Regions from separate parts of the Gasterosteus aculeatus genome. Here region 1 is linked to region 2. A link is a contact called in public Hi-C data. All regions are on one chromosome and are shown on one strand. The core of a region is the stretch at or near the end of the contact, and the rest is flanking DNA. Distances in the headings are between cores, read along the strand shown. Region 1 overlaps adam12b (ADAM metallopeptidase domain 12b). Region 2 holds the start of adam12b (ADAM metallopeptidase domain 12b).

What was found. Hi-C and Micro-C count contacts between places; a contact is called where the count stands out from the background.
Region 1: a contact with region 2 is called in a Hi-C map of whole body, with 8 times the contacts expected there. The contact joins the enhancer-like site here to the promoter of adam12b in region 2. A contact is called at or near these places in 5 of 6 Hi-C or Micro-C datasets (liver, skeletal muscle, tail fin and 1 more).

What each region holds. Positions count from the first base shown.
Region 1 is chr6:14,368,721-14,371,420 of fGasAcu3.hap1.1, reverse strand. It overlaps adam12b (ADAM metallopeptidase domain 12b), which reads right to left. Exons shown (of 23, transcript XM_040179101.2): 22 at 666-841. Among protein-coding and RNA genes, the nearest start is that of LOC120820883, 16 kb to the left of the region's middle. Within about 2 kb of position 1,315, at least 1 of the 9 cell types and tissues checked has open chromatin away from gene starts, as enhancers often do.
Region 2 is chr6:14,312,675-14,315,374 of fGasAcu3.hap1.1, reverse strand. It overlaps adam12b (ADAM metallopeptidase domain 12b), which reads right to left and starts at 1,412. Exons shown (of 23, transcript XM_040179101.2): 1 at 832-1,412. The coding sequence starts at 946.

The sequences.
Region 1 (2,700 bases), core at 66-2,565, 56 kb before region 2:
GTATGAGCTAATGTCAAATATCTCATTTTGGGCACCTCGTAGCATCAATCTGAATAATCACAAGTCACAACGGTAATCTAGGTAGGGTTGAACAGAATGCCGTTGAAACAATATAAGAGGCGCAAGAGCAAGCTAGAGCCGTGTAATAAAGCTATAAAGTCACATACGTAATGACATTGTGTTTCAAAAAACAGGATACGCTAAAAATGAGCCAATTTTAAGTTTCCGAGGAAAGATGGTTGGTCTGTCCAAGGTGTGGCGCCAAGGAGGTAAAAAATTAAATTAAACTAAAGCCATTTTAATCAGACCAGCACTCGTATGGATGCAATTGTGAATATTTAAATACACTTTAAATTAAATAAAATACGCTGTATACAAGTGTCCCTCATGCTCACAATGATCATTCATTTAGACTTCAATGGAAGAATAACCATCTGGGATCGAGCTCGCAACTGAACAGAAAACACTTCACCTCCCCTCCTCACCTCCCCTCCTCCCCTCTCCTCCCTCCTCTTGTGCACCAGGTGCCAAACGTGGTTCAAGCCCTGTAGCTCCAATCACGAATAAGGGTGAGACAAAACATTTTACGCGATGGACACGTAATCCATCACTCCAGCAGGCAGGAGGCAGGAGCTGCGTGGGATCTGCTGTCACGCTGCACTCACCTGTTGGGTAAAGGGATGGTGGGAGGAGGCCTGGGCACGGTGGGGGTGGGCACGGGGAGGGGGCCGGTTCCCGGGATGTGGACCCGGGCTGCTGTGAAGCTGTTGCCCCGTCGAGAGCTCCTCCCCAGTGGGTCCGCAGGAAGCGGTTTCTGAGGCGCACTGGGTTTCTCAAAGTCCTGCAGGAGAAACGTCACGTTTAGTCCAACGGGTGGAAAACTGCATACGCTGATTTTATTTTGTGTGTGTGCGACGAAACAGAACAGCCTTGTCCTGTTTTCAATGATACAGGATCCAATGCTGGAGGTGCACGACCAAGCACGTGTCTTGAGGAACAAGAGATTTATTTCCTAATTAACTGATTTCAAAGGAAGATTAAACCTGTACTAAATTATTATCAAAGCAGAAATTGAAAAAAAATCCTCATTTGAAAACGCGAAATGAATTACAAACACACGCCAAATCGCACGGCTCTTATCTTCAGATGCACTCTGTGGAAACCTGGATGGTATATCACGTCCCCTTCTACCTCCCTTTGGATATGGATTAGCTGCACAGCAGCTATCTGGAGACAAAGACGGACGCGTTTCACTAGAGGGCACTGCGTTATCAGTTTCTTCCCTGCATTCCCACAGCACGCAGGAGATCGATTGCTCCCGAACCTCCTCCTCTTGTCTCCGCCACCTCTGAGGCAGAGCTGTGTGAGCGGAGAAGGTTATCTGCATGAGGGGCCGTCATGTGTTACTAATCTACAGCAGCGATGAACATCTGCTACCAGCTCTCCAGCTACTGTCACACGATGCACCAAAACCTCCCCACAACACAACACGCTCAGAGGAATAGGTGGACGAAAGTCAAATAATACGCACACAGAGAGGAAAGTGTTCCGCGTGGGTGAGAATTAGACAACTGGGAGGTTTAAAACATTCATGGGTGCAGTCGAGACGTGACTGACTTTGTCACATCAACAGAGCCTCGTAGTTTTAAACATTTGGAGTTTTCAGTGACTCGTTCCCAGATGGCCGGAGTGCAGCAATGTGTCATGTCAGCAGAACTGTGCAGGGAGGATATTTCCAGTCTAACCAAAGTGTTTCTTCACTACACAACCAGAGGAGCGAAGAAGGCCTGTTTCACGTGCTTTTGCAGTTTGGGCCCTTTGCTTCCAAACGAGGTCGGACTTCGTTCTGAAACAAGCGGTTATATTTGAGACTGTAGCCGGTGTGGCAACGCTTACTTGTTTCTACGGTCTCGTTGCTCATCACGCAAGCTTCAAAAGAAAGTACGGCGTTCTTGGCCTGAACAGAGAGAGCCGTGACCTCAACGCCATCCAACCCCTTTGGGAGGACTTTGATAGATCTGCTCCAGAAGAAAGAGGGTCAACAAACACGTGTAGATGCATTTGATCCATACATCATTTTGACCATGCATGTCAGATTGGAATGATAATGATCAATAATACGATAATAATCTGCAATCCTCAAGTCGTTTGTTTCGTGCAACCACTGTAAGCCTGCTTGTCGTTATTCAAACCGCAACAGCAACAATTCACTTATGCAATACAATATTCATGAGCCACGGTGCCCTGTAGTAGTCTCTTTAGCGAGAGAATTACTTCTCTAACTCAAAACTCTCTGTTTACATCAGCCTAAAGCACTTCGGATGCAGTTAAAAATACAAGATGCCCCCGCAGAGGTTGAAACGCTACGACGCTTTAATCAGATGGAGCCATGTGAGCGGCTTAGTGTGATCGTTGTACTCCAGCTCTGAATCACAGCCCCGATGAGAATTTGGGGATAAGAAAAGTACAACTGAACAAACAGAGCATCTCACGGACGGTTTAGTTGAAGGCGAGAAAAACTCCCCCGGAAACGCACAACAGTTGTTTTCAATGTTTCAATGTTTTCCAAAGGACTGCACAGACAAAAACAAAGAGGCAGAGAGACAGATGCCTCCACTCGAACAATCCAGGACGCACGTGCACTGTGATGCACATAACCTCACGCTGTAATTGGTATTCTTGGTGGTGTTCGTCGTCTCT
Region 2 (2,700 bases), core at 163-2,662:
TGACAAATTAAGATTAAGAGATAAGTAATTTAAATTTCTTGTTAACCATTATCAGATCTGGAGCGGGTGTATCCCAACTTAAGGACTTGTTAAGATCCATAAAAAACAGAACTTAAAACACAAGACGACAGCTTAAAAGGGGTGAATCTCTAAGGATGTTTGTCTCGGTTTCTTTCTTTGCGGTTTTGGATGCAGACACACGCGCGCGCACACACACACACACACACACACACACACACACACACACAGAGACAGATACACTAACAAACACACAAAAACATTTGTATCCTGGCTTGTGCTCTGTCCCCTTAGAGACAATTCCCGGTTATCACTGTCTTATTCCTCCAGTAGATTCAGTTTAGCTGATGAATAACAACATCCTGTTTGGTCTATGTTTACAAGATCAAGATAAGGCAGCATCCTCCTGGATGTTAAAGCCATCCGTCCATCCAAACACTTCCCTGTATTGTTCCATCCAGGAAAACAATATTGATCTAAAAAAAATGAAATAAAGACACTCTTCCCCTGATACACCCCCCCTCTGCATGTTCCAAATGTAAAATGCACTGCAAGATGATTGCAGCACAAAGGGCCGTATGACAACAGGCGCGCACATACTGGCGTGCATCATCTTAAGCCTCCCACAAAGCTTTTAAGGGGATTATTCATTTGGTGTATTGTTATTTTCCATAAACTACATGAAGGTAACTCCACTGATGACACCACACATCCGGATTATACGTCAAAAATAAATCACTTTTCTTCGTTTTCATCAGAATGGTCCAAACGACACGTGACGTTAGGTGACGTTGGGTTACGTTGGGTACTCACCCCCCCGCACACTGTGAACCCCGCCGTCACCGTGCTCCGTGGCCGTGGACACGCAGCAGACGCGGAGAGCGAAGAGCAGAAAGGCAAAGTTCCTCCGCCGCCTCCAGGTCCTCATGATGCCCGCGCGCCGTGAGGTGAAGCCGGGGTCCGCGGTGGGGAGGTGGGGGGACAGCAGCGGCACCGCACACTTCACACAGGTGACGGGATGGAGACAAAGGTCATAGCAGTTTCACCGAGGCGCACTCGGCGGCATCTCTGTCAGTCCGAAAGGGAAGCTGTCAAAAAACTTTTTCCTCGCGACGGCGAGAGAGCGAGCGCGCGGTGTGAAGGGGAAAAGCGTACAAAATGCATGCGGTGGCTAAATGTTGCTGACGCGGCAGGGCTACCGGGTATGACCGAAAATAAAGGCGATAGAAGAGGCAGAGCGAGAGGATGTCGGAGTAGTGAAGCGGACTTGTCATCCCTTCCAGGGCCGGAGCCGCCACACTGCCATGTGCGCTTCAGGCTCCGCTGGGTCCTAAAGCCGGATGGGTAAAATCACAAATAATTGAATACTGTGTTAACTTCTTTCCTCAAGTACCCATACGCCAAGGCTAAATATATATATATATATATATATATATATATATATATATATATATATATATATATATATGTATAAATATAAATATGTGTATATATATATATTTATACACATATATACATATATATATATGTATATATACATATATATAGATGGATTTTTAGAAGCGCACCTCCCACCGTGGTGTGACTATGGCAACGCTTGGAATGTAATTTGCTGGAAAATGTGGTGCGAAGCACTACGATGTGTAGAATGAGATTTATGCATGTAAATAGATGGGATTATAAGATAGCGTTTAAAAAAAATATTTCACAAAAAATGTATTTGTAAGAGATTTTAAATAAAGCTGTGAACGTTTCAGCTATTCTTATCTGCACATTGTGCTTTTGTCATGAACAACGTTCGTGATGTCGAGATTAACTAAAAACACTTCATGATTCAATTTGTGAATATTCCCAAAAAATATATAAAATTCCCAAAGATTCTTTTCTTATTTCTTAAATACCCCTGTGATGAGATTGCCTCGTCTTTTTCTCTATCTGTGTATCCAGCCAGGCACAAACACACTGTGACAAAACAGTCATCACTCTGTCCCCATCTGTGTTTTGTGCACACTACCTGAATCTAGTTTAATCTAATCTTTTTTTAGCGTGTGTCCGCTGCGGGGCAGAAAAAGTCAGACATCTCTGTGCATGCGTCAGTTCACGCCACATCTCCACTGATACTTCAAACTGCAGAGAACAGAACCAAATGTCCTGCTTTACCTGAGGTTGCTTTGATTGAAAAGAATATCCCACAGTGTCTGATGACATGCGAAAGATACCGTAGATTTGTATTGATTAAAACATCACAGCCCTGGAACACAGTACTGCTAATGAGATATATGGCCATGAAGATAGACATCTAGAAAATAAGGCTTGACAATGAAATGACTAATGGCTCAACGCATGCAACGAGTGCCACAGCTTCGATGTACAGTGTCCCCTTTTCTAATCCAGACATATCACTCTCACCCTCGGGGCACCTGAGTCGGTCGAAGCGGAGCGAAGGGCCTCCCAGCATATTAAGCGGCGATACCAATGTGACACAGAGAGAGACACGGTGCCTCAGAGAGCGACGCTAACTGACAGGAGTCCTTCTCCTCGTATACAACTGCCTGTCAGTCTGTGCTCATCATCTGGAACCATCCCAGATGGCAGGAATGCATTCCTCCCATGTGGATAACTCTTTTAAATTGCCTCGCTGGTAACACAGCCATCATTTAAATGAGGAGATAGCTCTGAGGT